Linked DNA regions of Sus scrofa: region 2 is linked to region 1. Evidence: chromatin contacts called from public HiChIP or PLAC-seq data. All regions are on one chromosome and are shown on one strand. Each heading gives the region's core, a stretch centred on a gene start, on an enhancer-like site or on the middle of the called end of the contact. The rest is flanking DNA. Distances are from core to core; before and after follow the strand shown. Region 1 holds the start of DRG1 (developmentally-regulated GTP-binding protein 1). Region 2 holds the start of PRR14L (protein PRR14L).

The links. HiChIP or PLAC-seq counts read pairs in DNA pulled down with a chosen protein or histone mark.
Region 2: a contact with region 1 is called in an H3K27ac HiChIP or PLAC-seq map of alveolar macrophages. The contact joins the promoter of PRR14L here to the promoter of DRG1 in region 1. A contact is called at or near these places in 1 of 47 Hi-C or Micro-C datasets (heart right ventricle) and 1 of 2 datasets of contacts at active chromatin or transcription factors (alveolar macrophages).

The regions. Positions count from the first base shown.
Region 1 is chr14:48,124,825-48,129,175 of Sscrofa11.1, forward strand. DRG1 (developmentally-regulated GTP-binding protein 1) reads left to right here and starts at 1,983. Exons shown (of 9, transcript XM_001927253.5): 1 at 1,983-2,149; 2 at 3,004-3,127; 3 at 4,349-4,351. The coding sequence starts at 2,108.
Region 2 is chr14:48,416,591-48,420,900 of Sscrofa11.1, forward strand. It overlaps PRR14L (protein PRR14L), which reads right to left and starts at 1,650. Exons shown (of 8, transcript XM_021073914.1): 1 at 1,442-1,650.

The DNA.
Region 1 (4,351 bases), core at 733-3,232:
GGGTCCTGGGGTGTCTTTGAGCAATTAAGTGAATAATTTCGTGGCAGGCTTCCCAGGACAGAGGACAGATTTGCTAAGGAGAACGTACCCGCAGCCGCATGACAGCTTTGATATTGTTCTTAAGTACTCTAAGTTAGGAGAGGTCTGCTGATTTGATTTTATCTGTCTTTAAGACTGATCTTTGGGAGTTCCCATCGTGGCGCAGTGGTGAACGAATCGGACTAGGAACCATGAGGTTGCGGGTTCGGTCCCTGCCCTTGCTCAGTGGGTTAAGGATCCGGCGTTGCCGTGAGCTGTGGTGTAAGTTGCAGACGCGGCTCGGATCCTGCGTTGCTGTGGCTCTGGTGTAGGCCGGTGGCTACAGCTCCGATTGGACCCCTGGCCTGGGAACCTCCATGTGCTACGGGAGCGGCCCAAAGAAATAGTAAAAAGACAAAAAAAAAAAAAAGAAAAAAAAGACTGATCTTTGATAACCTCACATTCCAGGTAGACTTCCTCTCCTCTCCTTCCCTCCCACATTACTGAAGGTGTGGGATCTAAGTACCTCAATCACCTCTTAATTTAGTTACGAAAAGGCTGAAGTTAAAGAAAGAAATTCCTGAGCCCTTTGGGGACCTTCCATAAAAGCTTTCCTTTTCCCATTCTCTCCCTTATGCCCTATAAGACCTCCTTTTGTGTCTCTGGCAAGTAGAAATGGTTCTTACTTACAAATTTAAATAAATAAGCTTCCTTCCCAGGGCTGAGTGGAGGTCTGAGAGGAGGCAAGTTAAGCCTGGCCTGTGGATCCTGATAGGTCAATCAATTTATCAACAAGAATTCATTGATTCCACATGAAGCAGCTTTCAAAATCAGCACACAGCTCCTGGACGTCGTGGCTTCCTCTTCGCAAGATACTTGGGGAAGAGGAATCTTTTGAAATTTAAAATTTTATGATTACACAAATACTTAGATGCATTAATCTTAAAAAAATTGAACAACACAATAATATGTGGAATAACAAGTGAAAGGCTTTCTCTGTCTTTCCTTACACCCCATCCCACTGCTAACAGCTTGAGATTTTACCCCTTTACTCAGATCATTTCGCAGTGCACTTTGTGACAGGTATATTTATATAAACATCTAATTAAAAAACTAACATCAATGGGATCACAAAGTAGGTGCAGTTCTACTACTATTTCCCCTCCCCTTCCCTCTCCTCTCCTCAACTGGACCCTTAACCCACTGAGCCACAGCAGGAATTCCTCCCCCATTTTTTTTTTTCTTTTTCACAATATGACTTGGACATCCTTCCAGTCAGACCACACAGATCTATGTTTTAACGGCTAGAATAATATTCCACAGCATAGAAGTACCATTATCTATCCATTTCCCCACTGATGAACATTAACATAGTTAAGAATTTTTCAGTATTAGAGGCTATGTTGCAAGTACTGGTTCTCTGGGAATTACCCATTAAATCATGCACTTACTGTGGGCTCACCATGTGCCACGCACTCCGCTAGGGGAGGAGGTAAACAAAACAGACATCTAAAAATAATTAAGAGTGATGGAAAGAGGGCATCTTCTTTTCCAAAGAAGGCCAGACAGGCTAAAGATCGGTCTCTATATCAACCCAGGAGGCTGAGGAGTCCCCCAGCGTGTTTCCCCAGCTGTGCAAGGGGCCCCAAGACCCGTCGGTCCTGCAAAGGAAGACGGGTGGTGGGCGCTACGGCGCTTTTTAGCAGGGTCTGAGAGCCGCGGGCTACTCGCCAGGAGTCGCTCATCACACACCACGCGCTGAGAGCAATTACAGCGAAGTGGGGCGGGGCCGAGCGGCGCGCGACCCTCCGCGCGCTCCGGGAGATGCGGACAGGGGCGGCCTCTCTGGCCCTGGCTCCCGCGGGCTCTATGACACCGCGCCGGCTCGGAGGGGGGCGGGAATGTTGGCTAGAAAGGCCACTTCATGCTTACATCTCGCGGTGTGCCTCGCGCGGAACTCTCGCGACAGCAATGAAATCCCGCGCTTGCGCACCCCTATAGCGCCTGGTGGTTGCGGCTGGTTCGCCGCCGGGTATGTGAAGAGGGTAGACCTGTGTGGACCTAGCTGTTCCCCGTGCGACTCGTCACCATGAGCAGCACCTTAGCCAAGATCGCGGAGATCGAAGCCGAGGTAATGGGCACTCGAAAAGTCCGTCTGAGCGTTCCTCTTCGGGCCGTAGCTCATGCTTGAACTTCCTTCAGCCGAGTCTGGACCGGGCCGCGTTCCCCGATTCCCCTCAGCCTTGGCTCGCTTTCCTTGACTTCCCTCTTCTCGGTTCCACGTTCCATACCCCCGCCTCTTCCAGTGTTCGACTCCTTTCTGAACTTCGTTTTAGTTTTTTCTGGCTTTTCTGTGAGCAACACTTAATCCCCCCACTTCAGCCCTGACCTGATCACGTACTTCATTCGGTATCTTTCCTTATCCCTCGGACCCCCTCCAAACTCTGCTTTAATGATCTCCTTTCCCAGAGTATTGATCCTGGGAATAGGATCTGGAAGTAAATTGTCGTCTGTGGTAGCTGTTGATTCCACCTGGATTGTTCTGTGATTCTTTTGTCGCAAGTGCTCGGAGTTCTTTAAAATCAATTGGGTCACACCAGGTACCCATGAACAGTTGGAAAGGAATCAGCAGCTGTTTTAATCTAATCTATGAAGGCTGATTGTAATGAACTTAGTCATGTTTCTTCTCTTTAGGCCTCAGTTCTTTGTAGTGAGGGGAATGGTCTGGGTCATGGAGTGAATGGATTTTTATTTTTATAAGTCTGACTTAAAACGAGTGTATTAACATAAGCGGGAATTCTAAGAATTCTCACAACATTGTAAATCAACTATAATTTAAAAGACAGCAGTGCAGAAATGGACCAAAAAAAAAACAAACAAAAAAAAAACCCACAACACAATTCTGTGAGCTGGGGGGCATTCATTCTGGATATTTTACCTTGTAGGAACTGCTTCTGATTTATGGCTGTGATTCCTCTCTTGTAGATGGCTCGGACTCAAAAGAACAAGGCCACAGCACACCACCTAGGGCTGCTTAAGGCTCGCCTTGCTAAGCTTCGCAGGGAACTCATTACTCCAAAAGGTGGTGGTGGTGGTGGGCCAGGAGAAGGTTTGTGTTTTTCTTCAACTTTTTTCTTTATTTGGTGTACTTTTTTTTTTTATTATTAAAACTGTAAAAATGTATGGTTTAAAAATAATTAAAAATTTTCTATCAAAGTAGATTAGTATTTTCTAAGCTTAAATTCTTAAATTGTGTTTATTCTACTGATTTCAAAGGCAAATATTCTCCAAGTGAACAGGGTTTTATTTATGTATATCCTGTACTGATCCAAAGTAGATTTACATAGGTTTACTGAAATATGTAAATAAATAGTCAACAAGATAAAGGAATTGATGCAAAGGGAAATGAAGGTAGAAAGAATAAGTTGAAGCCAAGAGAGATAAAATTAGGACCAAAAGTAGTCATAAGGTCTGTACACTTCCTAGAGAAGGGCCACAAATTTGGCTTTGTTTGGAACCCATTGTAAGAAAGAAAACTCGGAGTTCCCGTTGTGGCGCAGTGGTTAACGAATCCGACTAGGAACCATGAGGTTGCGGGTTTGGTCCCTGCCCTTGCTCAGTGGGTTAACGATCTGGCGTTGCCGTGAGCTGTGGTGTAGGTTGCAGACGCGGCTCGGATCCCGTGTTGCTGTGGCTCTGGCGTAGGCCGGTGGCTACAGCTCTGATTCAACCCCTAGCCTGGGAACCTCCATATGCCGAGGGAGTGGCCCAAGAAATAGCAACAACAACAACAATAACAACAACAACAAAAGACAAAAAAAAAAAAAAGAAAGAAAACTCAGTCACGCAGTTCCCAAGGTTTGTAAGAAAAAAAAAAGTTATCTTGTGGCACAGTGGGTTAAGGATCTGGCATTTTCACTGTAGTGGCTTGGGTCACTACTCTGGTCCCAGTTCAATCCCTGGCCCAGGAACTTCCACCTGCCACAGGGGCTGCCAAAAAAAAAAAAAAAAGAGAGAGAGAGAAAGAAACTAATTTTTTAGATCAATTTTTATATAACATTTGGGCTAGAAATATTAGTTATATACTAGAAAGATATATAACAGTTTAAGAGGTAGAAGTATAAACTTTTTACATCAAACACTCCATTAAATATTGTGAATTACTATGGGGAGTTTTGTGTGCTTAAGTTCTACTCTAGAGATAGACTGTAAAAAATTGGATAAATAGGTTCTAGAGGGATAGGTATCCAGAAAGTAAAAGGAATTACGTGAGTCTCCACACTCCCGGGGATAACGTTTCTTGTCTTTTTTGTATTTATTGATGTTTTAGGAT
Region 2 (4,310 bases), core at 400-2,899, 290 kb after region 1:
AAAAGAAGGGGAGAAAAGAAACCATCTGTGCCACTCTAAATATACAGCAGGAAAGAGTCCTCCCCTCAAAGGTATAGAGTCTTATTTTTCCTGGGAAAGCAAGAGAAAGTAGTTGGAAGATGAGTCTTTGGAAGAGGGGGCCGTGCAGATGAGATAGAAGGAAGCTATTTTGTTGCTAGAACAAGTAGGGAGACAGAGAGGGCATCTCCGACCAGTAGCGAAGAATGGTAGTTTCTGTGGACAAAGGAAAGGCTGGCTTCTGGTAACAGATCTCCCTCTAGGAGTACAGACCTGCTTCCAAAAACATTCTCCTCTCCCCACCGCCACCGCCATTATTCTAATTGAGACCTTCTTTGTTAATTTGGGAAATAAGGTAGGTAAGAGAGAAGGAGTGCCTCTTTCTCTGCCCCAGGTGAAAAGCCTTCTCTCTTGAGAGAAAGTGATGGCGGGGGGCGAGGGGAGGGGAATAGAAGGAGCCTGCATGGAAAAATGTTTCTCTGTGGAAGATACTAGTTACCTTTTTTAAAAAACAAATAAGTAACAGTAATAGCAACAATGTGCCAAAAAGTTACAACGTACTAAGCACACTCACACAAAATTTCCTTTAGCCATTAGGACAATTCTCGGAAAAGAGTACCCAAATTAGAGATGGGGTGACTGAGAAAAGGTGAAGCAATTAGTCAAGGTCACAAAGATGGGAACTGGGAGACACAGGCTGGCATCCATCACACTCCAAACGCAGGGCTCTTCATTGTGCAAGGGAAGAGAGCTCAAGACACACCAAGAGACTCGGGAGCAGAGAAGCGAGGCTCCCTCTGTGGATGGGACTGGGGGAGGGGAGAAAGGCTGACTTCCACCACCACAAAGTAAATTCAGGGTCGTCTTCTCTGTATCTCGGGGTAAAGGCGAAAAATAAGGAGGAAAGGTAGGTCACCCTCTTACAGGGGGTAAAAAAAAAAACCTTCTGTCACTTTTAGGCAAGTTGAGTCTCCTCACCTGGGAGTCGCTGACCAAAAGAGAGATCCCCACCCCACCCCCCTAAAATAAGTTAGGAATCGCCCTCTCGCACACGGGAGCGGATCCCCCTTTGCTGACAAGCGCACTGGAGCAGGAGAAGCACGTTTGCCCACGACAAGGGGCGTCGCCCTCCCGGAGGAGAGAAGTTGGGGGGTCCCTCGCCATATCGAGGTCGAACAGGAGTCTCTCATTCCCCGCGGAGCCATGACTCAGAGAAGCCGTTTTCCTCTCGCAACGCGGGGCCCGGTCTCCTCCCTCTCCCCGGGTCGCTCCGCGTCCTCAGCACAGCTGCGTTCCCTTCAGCGCCCTGAGAAGGCGGGGGGCCCGGGCTCCCTTCAGCCTGCACCGCCCGGCGGAGGGTCGACTCAAGCTGGAGTGGGGCGGGGCGGATATGCCCGAAGCCTTCGCTTCCCCAGCTTCTTACCCTGAGGCCTGCTCCGCGGCCCGCGCTCGCCCCGCCAGCCCAGCCTCTGCAGCCGCAGCCCCGACGCCTCCAAGTCTAACTGAGCCTGCGGAGCCCCGCGAGCCCGGAGGCGCTCCGGCCGCCGCCGCCTCTTCGTCTCTATGGTCCCCCCGCACTTCCTCATCCGGGCCCGGGCCAGCCATGCGGGCTCGCCCAAGTCCCGCCTTCGCACCGCGCGCGCGCGGGCGCGCACTCCTAAGGACGGCTCTTCCTGCGTGGGACCTCCCTCCCTCTGTTAGCTTGTGCCGCCCTCTGCCCCGCCCCTGAGGCCTGGACTGTTAAAGGGAAACACACCTTTTAACTCTGCTCCTGCTGAGCTCAGGGTCAGCGTCTGATTCCACTGTTACCGCCGTGATCCAGTCCCTTTTTCCGGCCCGAATGACTGCAACTCCAGGGCCCTCCCGGCTTCTCCCTTGGCATCCCAAGAGATCATTTTATACTTGGAATCAGTGTTTCAGATCATGCCATTCCCCTACTCCATCTCCTTTAGAGCGTCTTGTTTCGATTTCTTCATAGCTTTAACACAAGCTGAAGCTGCCAGTTCATCTATTTATTGACTCTATTATCTGTCCCTCGCGCCTTAGTTTTGTTCATCAACCTATGCTCAGCACCTAATGCAGTGTCTTGCACAAGCAGACACTCAACAGATATTTGAAGGAAGGAAAAGACTGTTTATTCAAGAGGAAATTGAAAACGTCCAGAGCATACAATTAACTCGCCCCAAGACACAGAACCTTTTGTTAAGCAGAAATCAGTTGCTTCTTGGAGTTATTAACCTGTCTGATTAGAGAGCTAGAGGTTTGCAAGAGGCAATAATTCTACCCCCCCCTTTTTTTTTGCGTTTTAGGGCCACAGCCTTGGCATATGGGGGTTCCCAGGCTAGGGGTCGAATCGGAACTACAGCTGCCTGGCCTATACCACAGCCTCAGCAACGCAGTATCCGAGCCGCTTCATCAGCCCACACTACAGCTCATGGCAACGCCAGATGCTTAACCCATTAGGCAAGGCCAGGGATCGAACCCTCAACCTTATGGTTCCTAGTCGGATTCGTTTCCACTGCACTATGACGGGAACTCCAATCCTCTCTTCTCTGGTCAAAGTGTCTTTGAACCAGTCAACACTTGTATCATTTTATCTGCCATAGTGGCTTTCCAAGCTTTAGTTAGGGCTTGGGGACATACAAAACCAAGTGCCAACGGTATTGTTTACAGGCTGAATCCATATTTCCAGAATATAGGCTACTATAGATGCTGTTAGGATGAACTAACTAGAAGTTCACTTTAAAATATTTCTACGTTTACAGTATCCAAGTCCTCAAGTTCTTTCTCAGGCAACTACATGCCTACAAAAGAGGACCTGATGGAGTTCCCATCGTTGCTCAGCAGAAACAATTCTGACTAGTATCCATGAGGATACAGCTTCCATCCCTGGCCTCACTCAGCGGGTTAAGCATCTGGCATTGCCATGAGCTGTGGTATAGGTCAAAGACATGGCTCAGATCTGGTGCCGCTGTGGCATAGGCCAACGACTCCAGCTCCCATTCAACCCCTAGCCTGGGAACCTCCATATGTTGAGGGTGCATCCCTGAAAAAGACAAAAAAAAAAAAAAAGAGGATCAGAGAAACCCATTATTACTGGTTTGTCTTTTGCCTTAGGCTCTAATATGGCTGCACAGCACCATTACTGATCTTGTCTTTATTTTAAAAAACGTGGATTTTTGTATTAATTCTTATTTTTTAATCAAATTATTGTTTATCTTGCTGAGTTTTCTGGCATCCCATTAACTTTTTGTGCCTTTAGTAAGGCAAGTGCCTTCATTAGCCTCACCTACCTCACCATAGCCTCAGCCTTGTTTCTAGCTCTGTATTAAGCACAAAGGGATCCCAAAGAAGCACCATCTATATCATTCAATGCTTTAAAAGTTGGGGAGAGCCAGTTCCCTGATAAAATCCATGCTTTTGGTTATATTTATATGGCGCTCTAATTTTTTGTTTTTAATTTCAAAGATCTAATGTAACATGTCCTTCACCTCATTTGGCCCTCAAATACCTTGGGGAGGATGAAAACAACCACTTTGTATTCCGACCTGAGAGGGGAGAAATTTAAGGAAAAAAGAAATATCTTGTGCAAAGCCACGCAGCTAAAAACAAATAATCCCATAAGTTATTGCAGAATAAAGGCCACTGGATCCCTAGTCTGGGTAGCTATCCCTTCCAGCCATCACTAACTTTGACCAGCTTTAGACAATTTTTTAAAATCTCAGTACTTGTCAGGACTCCCGTCATGGTTCAGTGGTTAACAAACACGACTAGAATCTGTGAGGACACAGGTTCAATCCCTGGCCTTGCTCAGTGGGTTAAAGATCTGGCGTTGCTGTGAACTGTGGTGTAGGTCACGGACGCAGCTCAGATCCTGAGTTGCTGTGGCTCTGGCAAAGGCCAGCGGCTACAGCTCCGATTGAACCCCTAGCCTAGGAACCTCCATATGCCATGGCCTTAAAAAGACCAAAAAACCCCAAGAAAACCTTGTTAAGGTTTTTTGTTTTGTTTTGTTTTGACAAATTTTTGCCAAAACTGAAATATTTGTTAACTATGAACATCCTTCAGGAGAAGGAATCAGATTCCCCTAAGGGCCAGGGACAGAGTCCCATTAACTCTGTGTGGGATGGAAGGAGTGCCCAACAGCCTCAGAGAAGACAGCCTGGGGGATCTGGGTGAACTAGCAACATAAAAATGTCTTTTATACTTAACATTTTATCCCTGAAAACTTTTGCAACTGTTGCAGTCTACCTGATTACATGTTTTCTTTACTATTAAAAAAATACAATTAT